3 separate regions of the Sus scrofa genome follow, and regions 1 and 2 are each linked to region 3. The links are chromatin contacts, called in public HiChIP or PLAC-seq maps. All regions are on one chromosome and are shown on one strand. Each heading gives the region's core, a stretch centred on a gene start, on an enhancer-like site or on the middle of the called end of the contact. The rest is flanking DNA. Distances are from core to core; before and after follow the strand shown. Region 1 overlaps PRUNE2 (protein prune homolog 2). Region 2 overlaps PRUNE2 (protein prune homolog 2). Region 3 holds the start of GCNT1 (beta-1,3-galactosyl-O-glycosyl-glycoprotein beta-1,6-N-acetylglucosaminyltransferase).

The links. HiChIP or PLAC-seq counts read pairs in DNA pulled down with a chosen protein or histone mark.
Region 1: a contact with region 3 is called in an H3K27ac HiChIP or PLAC-seq map of alveolar macrophages. The contact joins the enhancer-like site here to the promoter of GCNT1 in region 3. A contact is called at or near these places in 7 of 47 Hi-C or Micro-C datasets (blood, embryonic fibroblasts, epiblast stem cells and 2 more) and 2 of 2 datasets of contacts at active chromatin or transcription factors (alveolar macrophages and skeletal muscle).
Region 2: an H3K27ac HiChIP or PLAC-seq map of alveolar macrophages shows a contact between it and region 3. The contact joins the enhancer-like site here to the promoter of GCNT1 in region 3. A contact is called at or near these places in 3 of 5 promoter capture datasets (fetal liver, fetal skeletal muscle and skeletal muscle), 3 of 47 Hi-C or Micro-C datasets (adipose tissue, embryonic fibroblasts and epiblast stem cells) and 2 of 2 datasets of contacts at active chromatin or transcription factors (alveolar macrophages and skeletal muscle).

Annotation. Positions count from the first base shown.
Region 1 is chr1:229,624,864-229,629,021 of Sscrofa11.1, reverse strand. All of the region lies in intron 15 of PRUNE2 (protein prune homolog 2), which reads left to right. Among named protein-coding and RNA genes, the nearest start is that of GCNT1, 200 kb to the right of the region's middle. Within about 2 kb of position 2,546, at least 10 of the 83 cell types and tissues checked have an H3K27ac peak or open chromatin away from gene starts, as enhancers often do. A contact at or near this core is called in alveolar macrophages, where this site is marked.
Region 2 is chr1:229,652,359-229,656,377 of Sscrofa11.1, reverse strand. All of the region lies in intron 15 of PRUNE2 (protein prune homolog 2), which reads left to right. Among named protein-coding and RNA genes, the nearest start is that of PRUNE2, 190 kb to the left of the region's middle. Within about 2 kb of position 1,692, at least 9 of the 83 cell types and tissues checked have an H3K27ac peak or open chromatin away from gene starts, as enhancers often do. A contact at or near this core is called in alveolar macrophages and fetal skeletal muscle, where this site is marked.
Region 3 is chr1:229,427,045-229,431,192 of Sscrofa11.1, reverse strand. GCNT1 (beta-1,3-galactosyl-O-glycosyl-glycoprotein beta-1,6-N-acetylglucosaminyltransferase) reads right to left here and starts at 2,138. Exons shown (of 7, transcript XR_001306502.2): 1 at 2,006-2,138; 2 at 1,088-1,242. It overlaps LOC110255722 (a long non-coding RNA gene), which reads left to right and starts at 2,200. Exons shown (of 4, transcript XR_002336433.1): 1 at 2,200-2,343; 2 at 3,317-3,459.

The DNA.
Region 1 (4,158 bases), core at 1,297-3,796, 200 kb before region 3:
CTTTTGTGCAGCTGTTTTTTTTTTTTTTTTTTTTTTTTTTTTTAGTGGCTCATCTGATAAGAATGATTATTCCCTTAAACAGGGATGTTACCTGCTGCTGGGTGTACATGCCTGTCAGGAAACATTAGCTTCTAGAAATGCTGTATGTGTGTGTGCCAAGTCTTGGTTCACTGCTCATTTGCTATTAAAAGGAACCTGATCTCGAACAGGGCTAATCCTACAACAATTAAATCCCTCCAGATTCAGACATGCTGGAAGGATATAAAGGTAGAATGGGCCTTACCTTGTACCTGGTCTAAGAGCAAGAGGGTACATTTAACCAGGTCTCAAAGTTTTGCTTTTGTGGTCAGTCCTTTATTCTGCAGTGTCAGGACTGCCATAGTACTGCATGCCAGTTGCTTTATTAAGAGGCATAAGTATCAGAAACTCAGAATTAACTAATACACATGGGATCCATTCTCAAATTGGAGAATCCCATTTATGTCACTGTTCCCCACTTGATGGTATTTGTGATTAGAGATGTGCGCAGATTTAGTAGAAGTAGCATTGAATCACCTAAGAGCATGGTTCTTTTTCCAACTTCCCGGATTAAGCCGAACCCTTAGCTAATTCAGTCCATTTTATTTTCTCATATCTGAATTCAAGGCTATTTATTTTCTTCCAGGGATTTCTTTAGCCTCTTTCACAAGTTTTGATATATAGGACTTTATTGTTCAGTTACTTGCAAATGTGCTTTTCAGTTTCCAGACTGTCTCTTTATGATTTTTTTAGTGTTATGTCAGAGAATTAGGTACATTCAATATTGACTTTTGTTATTTTACAAGACCTTCTATATAGTTTGCATGAGTTTGAAAAAATTGTGTATTTTTATTGAGTGCAGATCTGTACATTAGATCCAGCTATGTTGGTACTTTGCTCAGACCTTCTGTATCTTTATGCATTTTTTCAGATTGACATAAATTCTTGAGACATGTTCAAATTTCCCCCATGCAATTAATTTTTCTTTATATTTGAGTTTTGTTTTTGGCCTATATTGTTTTAAACATATTGACCCTGGATCATTATATCTTCTGAGAAAATTCCTCCTTTCATCATAAAATAATAACTGTCTTAAGCCTTAATAATGCTTTTCTGCCTAAAGTCTATTTTGTTTGATACTAATATTTTGACACTTTCTTTCCTGTGGCTAATGTTTTTTCCGGTATTTCTTTTTATATCACTTTCTTGTCAACACTTTGCATTATTATTTTTAGATATTCCTTTTTTAAGCAGCATGGCTGCTTGGGGTAAATGACACTTACCTCCTATGAGGAACAAATCTCAGTGCTTTAACACCATGAAGGTTTAAACGTTATTCTCTAATTATTGTGATCTTTTTCATATTGTTCCTATTTTAAAAAGACTTTTCTTGCTAGTTCTTCTGTTTATGGCATCTGCTGGCAATCCCTCATAGTGTTTTTTTCCTAGTAGAGTTTGTGGTTTGGGAGGTGAAGGCTGAGATTTTGGTGTGAGCTCATCTTTGAGAGGTTTTTTTGTTTTTTTTTTTCTTTGTCCTAAGTGGATTTCTATTGAATCCTAGATTGTAAAATCCTAGCACTACCAAGAGGTTTCACATTTGGTTCTTCTGAAACCCTAGGACTCTAGGCCTTCAATGGTCCTAGGTGAATTTTAATTTTAATTTCTTGACTTGTGTTTCCTATATCATTCAGGTACTATTCATTGAGACATTCTTGGTATGTAAGTAATGTCGCTAGTTCTCATGGGTTGCTTTTTATTTTCCACCCAAGATTCCAGGCAAACTGGGCTTTCCAAGGCCAGAGGATAAAGTTTGTTCTCACCTCCTTTCCATTAGGAGGGCAGTTCTTTAAGGGCCATAGCCTTATTTAGAATTTTCAGGTCTAGGCCTTTCTTCTAGCACCTGGAGGTCACTTCCTGTGGGGCCTTAAGACCTGTGTCCAGCCCAAACTCTGCAAGCTACGTTTCATCATCTTTAGACTATGAGCCCAGAGGTTCTACCTTGAATTTAATAGCATTGTTTTATTGTGATTACATTTAATTTATGTGACTCTTTTAGGTGAGTGACTCTTAAGTTTCTATATGTACAGTGATACAAACCTTCCCTTCAAAATGAACTTATTTAACTAAATAAGTCATTAAGTAAATTGATAAGTGCTAAGTAGCTATGAAAAGCCCATAAAGGTGGTATGGAAAGCATTTGGTGCTCTTCTGAGCTTTATCATCATGTTTAAAATGTTATTTTGTGCTTTAACAACCAAGACAAAAAGATGTCAAAGCCTGGGTTGAGACTGTGGGAAATGGGGTTACTCAAATCAGGGCATGGTGTGAGTCAGATGTTCCCTTCAAAACAAATAATAAAGTCAGCTCTGCCAGTCAGAATGGGCTGGATTAGTGTGTGGTAACAGAGAAACCCAATATCTCAGGGCAAAACACAAAAATTTCTTTTTGCTCACGTATCCGACAAGCTTTATTTAGTAGAGGCTCTGCTCCTCACAGCCACTGAGTGGAGCTCCTCTACAGGCACCAAAGGACACCTGCCACTTCTGCTCTCATTTCATTCATCAGAGTAAGCCTGACAACCTCCCTAATTTCAGAGGAGGAGAGGAAAGTATAATTTTACCATGTGCCCAAAAGGCGAAAGCCGGAAATATTTGGTGAAGAATGATACTGATTGTACAACCATTCAGCAAACAAACAGTTCTGGATCCGTCCTCTAGATGGAGAGGTGGAGCCATGCACCTGTTGAGCAGGTCAGCCATTGTAGAGTCAGACTTGTGTTTACAACTCCTTCAGCCTTTTTGTAGTTCCAATCTGTATACAGAAAACTCCAAATTAAGTAGTGGCTATGGGTGGGTAAGGTAAACTGCATACTTTCATGATGGAATGATTTGTCTCCTAAAAGATCCCAAGAGGCTTCTATTACTGATGGTAAAATTCCATCCTGCTTTCTTTACCAGCTACTCTTTTTGGCCCCTTCGTTTCTACAAATATTTATAGTCCTCCTGTATGAATGCAGTTAAGTATTTACAATGCACACAACTTAGGTTTCTCTGTGGTTTGCCTCTGGGCTGTTCTGGTTCAGGGTTCCTTTTCTGACCCTGAGGTTTCCTAAAAAAGTCCCCATGTCCTTTTGTAACATGCCTGTGTTTGTGACCCTCTCCTCTGTGTACCACTTGATCACAGCTTCAGCTTTTCCTTTCCTTTGCCCATACCACCTCTGGCTTTCTAGAACTTTCTTTACAGGATCTCCACTCTGTGTCGCAAAGGGGCATTGAGAGGGAGACAGAAGCTCTCTTCACTAACCAGTGAGTCCAGGGGCACTTGCAGGCTCTATGGAGGTTTGTGTAGCACTGAAATTTTCCCTTACCTGGGCTCATACAGTGGTAGCAACCGTAATTATATTTTGTCTAATCATGACACATACTTCTGTTAAATCACTAATCCCGCCCTTATCTTTTAAATGAAGGAATGCAATACCTTAAACTTAGTCAATGCTTTATAATCTCTAGCATATTTTCATATGTATTTTATTTATTCTTTTTAATTCTCCACAGTTGCTGTGATGTTGGGTAGTTAGTGCCTTCATTTAAAATCGCAGACAGCTAATTTTCTCAGGATTAATCTGCTTGTAGTAGAACTATAACCTTGTATCAAGGACTCTTTCAGTTATTCCATGATGTTGTCCATAACGTGCAAACATTTGAAAAACCTACGTGATTTTAAGACAGATACTATTTATCCATTTTTAAACCCTTCATATTTATTTTGGAGCTAAGGCCAGCACCCTTAGTGGCTGGTGACAGTCATTATTTTTAACTCCATCATCCCATCTTCACCATAAGCATGAGGCTGGTCTGTTTGTCCTCCTATATCCTTAGCACAGAGTAGACACTCAATACCTATTTGTTGAATAAATGAAGCACAGTTATCACTAGGGACATAGAATTTTGTTTTCATCCTAGGCTTTATTGACCATAAGGGGTTTAACTTGGATCTTGAAGAAATCTATCATTAAGGGGCCAAACTCCAAATGTTTGGTAGATCCAGATTGAGGTGGATAGGGGTTGCGATAAGAGACAGAAGGACAGATTAAATGTAGAACTTTAACACTAAGGTTTATCATGTTTCAGTTTAGATTAG
Region 2 (4,019 bases), core at 443-2,942, 230 kb before region 3:
TCTGGGCTGAGATTCCAGGTAGCCCACGGATATAATCCCCATTCTCAATCTCCCAGGCCTGCTGAAAGTGTTTAGGTTTGTTCATTTCTCTTCCCTTGGCCTGATAAAGCCTCCTGCTGTCACAAAACAGAAAATTGTGAAAAGTATCTTAAGGAAAGGGGAAAATCATGCTTCCCCCATAAAATAGAGTGGAGAAATGATATCTCTTTCCTGCTCACTTTTGAAAGCCTGAAGGACTGTACATATCACAGACCCACTGCAAATTAAAGCAGCTGAGTCCAGCCTGGCTCTGCCACTGCCGTTTTATATTTTAGGATTAAGCCTTGGCTTAAGTCTCCTCATCCATAAAATGAGTGGGTTGGGCTGGAGGATCTCAATCTTTCCTTCAGTATTAAATCCCTTGACCTTAATTTGTAAATAGAAAGTTCCCGGAAGAGCTTTGGCATTCACAAATTACATTTCTTCATGAAAGGAACAGAAATCGGAAAGAACAGCAGGAGTATAATGAAGGTTAGCAAAGTGCCATAAAGAGTTAAAAGCTACACCATCTTCGAGTGCAGCTTCATAAATCCAGACATTTTCAGTTGGTCTAATCTTTCTTTCTTCCTGTCAAGCTATTTCCTTCCAGAGAGACCTCAGATCCGTTATCGGAAAGAGAGTAGCAGATGGATCGCAGCAGCCCTGCTGGCATTGTTATAGATTGAGCTCAGAATTCAGGCAGCCTCAAGTTGGCTGAGCTATTATTTGGCTCCTTGTCTGCATTTTGCACACGGCTCTGAAATCCAACAGATGATTGTGTTCAATTGTGCCACTAGCCTCTTTGCTTTTAATGAGATTGCTTTGCTCATCCCTTTCTGCTCAGCTCCCGCAGTAATGAAAATTTTCTCACTGCTGGGGAGGGGACAGATTTTCCCCTGGCATTTATATTACCTTTGCATAAATAATTTACTCTGAATATGTCTGAAAGATTTCTTCCTGATGGATCTTGGGAGGATCTAACTACTATCTAAAACAGTAGTTTTCTAGGTGGGGCCCAAAAACCAACAGGCCTCATCAACACCTGGATATTTGCTAGAAAGGTACATTGCCTGTCCCACCTCATACCTCCTGATCAAGAACCTGGGGTGTGGTCCAGCTGTCATATTCCTCCTCTAGGGGATTCTGAGGCACAGCAAAGTTTGAGACCCACTGGTTTAAAACTTACCCCCATCCCTCTAGGAGTTTATAGTTTAATAAAGGATTTAAACATAGTGAAAAGGTAGATAATAGTGTGAAATTTAAATCAAAATAGTTGATGACCAATGTCATTTAAATAGCTACCAGTTATGGATTTCCTGTTGTGGCTCACCAGAAATGAATCCAACTAGTAACCATGAGGATGTGGGTTCAATCCCTGGCCTCTTTCAGTGGGTCGGGGATCCAGCGTTGCTGTGAGCTCTGGTATAGGTTGCAAACTCGGCTCAGATCCTGCATGGCTGTGGCCGTGGCCAGCAGCTATAGCTCTGATTGGACCCCTAGCCTGGGAACTTCCATATGCTGCAGGTGCAGCCCTAAAAATCCAAAAATAAGTAAATAGCTACCAGTTATAGGGATTTGCCCTGGACCAGGTACTGAACTGTATACACAGGAGCTCATGTTACCATGCCAACTGTATGAGGTAAGAATTACACAAGGGAGGAAACTGATGTTCAGAAAGTGTGAATCACTTGATCTAGTTTATAGTTAGAAAGTGAAAGGAGTTCCTGTTGTGGCTCAGTGATTAACAAATCCATCTAGGAACCATGAGGTTGCGGATTCAATCCCTGGCCTTGCTGAGTGGATTAAGGATCTGGCATTGCCGTGAGCTGTGATGTAGGTTGCAGATGTGGCTCGGATCTGGCGTTGCTATGGCTCTGGCCTAGGCCGGTAGCAACAGCTCCCATTAGACCCTTAGCCTGGGAACCTCCATATGCTGTGGGTGCAGCTCTGGAAAAAGACCAAAAAAAAAAAAAAAAAAAAAAGAAATTGAAGAAGCTGGGGAGTTTGAATTTAAGCCTCTCTCTGTCTGGAATGTGTGTTAATGCTAGTAAGTTAACAGAAAGGCATCTATGTAGGACACTTGTATGGAGAAAGAACCAGGAAGAGCTTATTACCCAGGAGTGCCCAGGGCCCAGGACACTTTAAGAGACTCCTGAGAGGCTTTGAATTTCTTTTAAAAATCAAAAGAAAAAAATGATTATATTACTGTGTGGATTATATTCTGGTGTGAATTATATTTCCTTCTATCAATGTGGATATGAAACAAATTTTTAGGGTTTTGGTTTGTTTTGGTTTTTTTTAAAGTGAAGCAAAGAGCCCATGAAGGCAAAAGTGTGTCTAAGCCTCTCAAAAGTCATACCGAGGTCCTGAGAGATGCAATTCGAGATAGGCATGAAAGGAAAGTCATAGTCTGGAAAGACAAAGAAGGAGATAAGAGGCCAGCCAAGTTAACTGGAGAGAGTAACATAAAGGAAATCCTGGAGACAGGAAGGTAATCACAGAAGCAAGGTGATAAGATAGCCATAGTTTCCCAACCAAAACCTGGAGTCATCTTCTGATGCATAATCTGACCATAGGACCAAAATCCAGACTGCCTTGAAAAAAAGAAAATTAAAACCTGCTTCTCAAAATAAGCTGATAGTATATGCAAGATGAGTTGCATTGACTTCTTGCTGTCACATCACCTAGGCCCCCCCCACCCCCGCAATGCCCACACTGTGTTGAGGGCAGTAAGCTGTGTTTTCAACATCGGAAGGAGCATCAGAAAGAAGCCTTGTTACCTAGTGAGTCTTATTCACAGAACTTGGTATGAGTGCTGGGAGAGTAAACAGTCTGCTTCAGCACTGTGTTCTCACTCCCTAGAATCAGTCTTCACAGAGGCTTTTGCCAGCAGCCTGGTCATCTTCCAGCTGTAGACCACCAGCTAAGGATTGCACACCAAGTCCCCAGTGATGCCTGTGCCTGATCTTTCCTATGGGGTCACAGATCTTTGTTTTTTCTTAAAGAACCGTGTATAGGTTTGTTTCAAAGAAGGCAGAGTTGCAAGAATGTCATGTGACAAAGGGGTATTATGTGTTGGTCCGTGTTTTTTCAGAGAAATAGAACCAACCAGAGCAATATACACATATGAGGGAGGGAAGGGGGATGGAGGGTGGAAGGAGAAGTTGTTTTAAGGAACTGACATTGGCTTATACAGTTTTTGAGGCTAGCACATCTGAATTCTGTAGGACAAGCCAGCAGGCTAGAAACTCAGGCAAGAGCTATTGCATTCTTGAGTCAGACAGGGCAGCAGGCTGGAAACAGGCAGAGTCTCTATGTTGCAGGCTTGGGAAGAGGTCCTTCTTTTTCAGGAAACTTCAGACTTTGGTCTTAGGGCCTTTAATTGATTGAACAAGGCCCACTCACATCCCAGAGGGGAATCTGCCTTACTCGAAGTCTGCTGATTTCAGTATTGATCACATCTAAAAAATATCCTCACAGCAACATCTAGATTGGTGTGTAACGAAACAACTAGCCTAGCCAAGTTGACACATAACATTATCAGAGATTACATTCAAAAGCCTGAACTACTGCATGCTAAAAGAGCATGAAACCATTACCATTAGTTAACTCACCATTGGAATGATATAAAAATGAGATAGTTGATATACAAATATATTGGCTTCCTATAGGTGTGGGGCAAGGGTATAGCTATGCAGGGTGATGAAAGGAAATGATTTCCCAGAGAACTAAGGAAAATGACAATACTTGTCCAATCTTTTGTAGATACATGCAGCAGAGGGCAGTGAGGGGAGGAGGGTGGCAGGAGAAAAAGGAATAGCAAAGCGAGGGGACTCTTGTCACCTGTACTTTTGAAACAAGGTATTTAGAGGGAACCTGACTCTTAGATTTATGGAGCTGTATCTCCTCTCCTAGTCTGCAAGGTGAGCTATCTGGTACTTCCTAAAATAAAAATAACCTTCAAACACAATGTATTTCATATTCCACATGATCTGATTCTT
Region 3 (4,148 bases), core at 889-3,388:
TTAGTTTCTACATTTTTTTAATAAAGATTTTTCAGTTATTGGGTAGGGGAGCTCTGGCCACACTGGACCAAATCTGCTGCATATTTAGGGGGAAGGAATGGCCAATACCCAACAAGATACTAGCAGGTCCCCTGGGACCAACAAAGGTCCATTAAGCTCTCTCACACACTACATGTTCAGTCTCTGCAAAATTGCAGATTTGATTTTGTAGATAGTTGATAGTTCTTAAGAAAAACATGTGTGTGTGTTAAGCAGCTAAATTGCAAGTGCAAAAGAAGCAACTAGTGACTCGAAGCAGTCCTCTAATTAATCAGGAATAAACTAATGAAGGATGCAATCCAGCACATGTTTAGGACAAAGGCTGAGAAGGTTCTCCAGGATCAGGCTGAAGGAAGGACAGAGGAGCTGACAGGCACCTTCAAACCCTCACCATGAAATGAAAATGAAAAAAAAAAAAAAAAAAAAAAAAATCACCAACTTCTTTCATCTACCAATAAAACTCAGTAAAAGTAAATTCACTGTATGTTACACTGTTTTTAAACATAAAAAGTTAGCGATTTCTAATAACTCAAAAGTTTCCCAGAACTACCATCTTGAAGGCCTGCAAAAAAAAAATAATAATAATAAAAAAATAAGCAAGAGCAGATAGCCACACACAGCTTGCAGTTTCCTTCTTGCCACAGCTGAAATCTGTTACCAAATCCTCTGGCAAGGGGGGCTTGTCTGGAACTGCCTGGGATCCTAGCAGGTAATTTACACTGATCTTTAAAAACCATTCAGCCCTCCTCCTCCCCTTTATAAAACAAACCTGCCTTTCAGAACAGCTCTAAAAGGGGGGGCAGGATGCCCAGAGAAGCAGCACAGGAGTCCCTGACTGGATGCCTCACCTACCACTCACCAAATTCAGACTACAAAAAGCTATGGCCTTGTTCTCATCTCAAGGCACCATTCTGTTTCTGAACACTGCATATCCTCCCAATTTGTCTCTTGTACTGCTATTTGTAAAATGAAGACTCTTCTCTCTCTAGAAAAAAATACCAAGGCCAAGGGCGTGTGTGCAGGACGCCAGGTGACTTACAAGACTCACCTCCAACCGGGCAGCCTTTAAGGCCCAGCCAGAAGCTACAGACGACCTCATCCACCGAGAAAGATGAGAAGTGTGTGTCAGGCAGGGGTGCATCCAGAAAACAGGCGGCAAGGGAGGAACGGGCTGTGAGCGAGAGCTTCTTTCACCTAAAAAAGCTAATAAAAATTGTAAAAACTTAAATCAGATATTAGGTGCTAACAACACAAAGCCAAAAAGAAACCTAGAAAGGGAGTAGAATGCGTTTAAAAAGAATCACCTGTTTCATCACAAACCCAGCAGCGCTTTGTTTCCTAGACTTGGCGTGACAGGTAGAGAGGGAAAGAAAGTAGACGCTTGAGGGCTTCGGAGCCCCAGGACCAGCGTCTTTTTTCCAGTGGTTTGCCTCAGGGTGTGTCATTTATCACCCTGGCAGAGCAGTGAAATGGGGGTAATAAATGCCTCTCCCCAGGGCTACAGTTAAGATTTAAATGAAGTTAAAACCTCTAGACCCAAAGGGACAGTAGAGAGTAACTGTTGCTCCCAGCCTATCCAAGCCCGCAGCCTCCCACTTCGACTCCTAAACTCCTACTCGTTCCTACTCGTTCCGTGGACCAGGGGAAAACCAGCAAAAGTCGCTTCCAGGTGACAATGGGCACCAGAGTCTCGGCCCGGGGTTCCCCTGACCGGATGGAAGAGTAGAGTCGAGGCAGGGCGCCGTGCACCATCCTTGACCCCCGGGAGAACAAGCTCGAAGCGGATTCCCACCTCGCGTTCTCTTCCTCCTGCCCCGGCTCGGTTTCCTCTTCCCCTCGCGGAGCCGACCCCGCTCGGGACAACGGGGCCCTCGCTGAGAGTACGTCCCCTCCCTCCGTTCCATCCTCTCGGTTCCTCCCTTGCTGCCCGGCAGCCAAGCTGGGGACCCGGCGAAGAGGTGGTTACCTGCAGCGAGTGTCTGGCCCCAAGGACGCTGGAGGGTACGGGGCGCTCCTCGCCCTGAGCCGGGTTGCGCTGGGCTGCGCTCTAGGCCCTGAAGGACCTCGCTGCCCACCCTGGCCGCCCACCCCCTCGCCCGTGCGCCACGCCCCTGGGCCCGCCCCTCTAGGCCCCGCCCAGCCCATCCCCGCCTCGCCCTCCTCGCCCTCCTCGCTCTCCTTGCAGATCTCTACCCCTGCGGGCGGCTGCGGGCCTCCTGCCCGAGGTCAGCGCGCCCTCTGGGCATTTCCATGGACTGGGTTGAGGGCTGGCCGGCCGTGGGCTTCCAATCCCTGTTTCCTCAGGTTCGCCCGGGTTCTTAGTTGAGAGAACCGCGTAAGGACTGGGCTTATGAGTGGGGTCTTCTTCAGAATGATATCCGCCTTCCTTGAAGGAAGGAAACGCGGGAAGTGCCGTCATTTCTGATTTAAAAAATAAAAATAGGTTTACTAACAAAAACGGGGGGGAAAAAGGATGCCAAGGCTTTCATTTCTTGTTAAAGTTTGCACTTGAACTTGTAGATGTTTATTTCCTGATGAGCCTTGCTTAATACAATTAGTATTTAAAAACTCATTACATTCGTGTGTATAGTCACATAAAAACTAAAATCGAATTAAATTACGGAACAAGCCACAGTGCTTTACAAAGTAGAAAACACCCTTCTCCCGCCCTCACAGCACATAGCATTGAGTCAATGGTGAAAGTTGATGCAGTGTCCTTTGTAGCAAGAGGAATATTGTGTATGTTTTCTTTGGATATTTAACTGCCAGAGTAGGAGTAGTTCTTTTCTTCCTATCACTTATTCATTCAACACGCATATATTGAATTAAATGAACTGCTTACGTAGTCACTTCCCTGCCCATGGGGTGGTGTTGGAGGTGTAGGGTAAAGCTAAGACTCTGAGAGTGGGTAAGTTTCCGGGTAAGAGGAGGTTCCCTAGTGGCCCTCATTCTAACAAAAAGAGGTCATTGTGGGAGTTCCAGTTGGGGTCATCAGGGTTAAAAACCCGACTAGTATCCATGAGGATGAGGGTTTGATTCCTGGCCTCGCTCAGTGGGTTAAATATGCATCACTACCTTGAGCTGTAGTGTAGGTCGCAGATGCGTCTTGAATGCCACGTTGCTGTGGCATAGACTGGCAGCTGCTTAGACACATCCTCACAGAGCAAGGATGACAGTATCTAGTAAGTGGAGCATGAATTAGCCATACTGCAGAGCACACAGGTTTCATGTTAACCCACCCGTCTCTTTTATGAAGATCCGGCCTTTTCTCTTTTAGAGTTTGGAACCTTCTGGGAGGGCTGCTCTGGACTCTCCTCCTCCCCACACCTGACTATTGCTGGTTGAAGCACAGCATGCAGGCCAGCTGTAAGGACAATGACGAAGTCACCATAGTCACTAATCAAATATTCCTGGCGGAAGGTAAATCTTGCCTCTTTCCTGAAGAGATTCCTCCTCTAATGACAGTCTTGGAACATCTTGCTTTAATTTTATTTAGGAATCTTTTTATAATGCAATATATGCAATACCTAGAACAGGGGAGCTCCTTGTTCATGAACTCCTTTTAAATTGTAATTTAGAGTTACTGTTGTGGCTCAGCAGGTTAAGAACTGGACATAGGAGTTCCTGTCTTGGCGCAGTGGTTAACGAATCCGACTAGGAACCATAGGGTGGGGGTTCCATCCCTGGCCTTGCTCAGTGGGTTAAAGACCCAGCGTTGCCATGAGTTGTGGTGTAGGTTGCAGACGCGGCTCGGATCCCGAGTTGCTGTGGCTCTGGCGTAGGCTGGCAGCTACAGCTCCGATTGGACCCCTAGCCTGGGAACCTCCAAATGCCACGGGAAGTGGCCCTTGAAAAGGCAAACAAACAAACAAAACTGGACATAGTATCCATGAGGATTCAGGTTAGATCCCTGGCTTTGTTCAGTGGGTTAAGGATCCAGTGTTGCTGTGAGCTATGGTGTGGGTCACTGATGCAGCTCAGATCCTGCAGCTACAGCTCTGATTCCGCCCCTAACCTGAGAACTTCCACATGTTGCAGATGAGGCCAAAAAAAGAAAATAAATAAACCGTAGTGTATATTTTTATCATAGAAACAATAGTATGAACCCA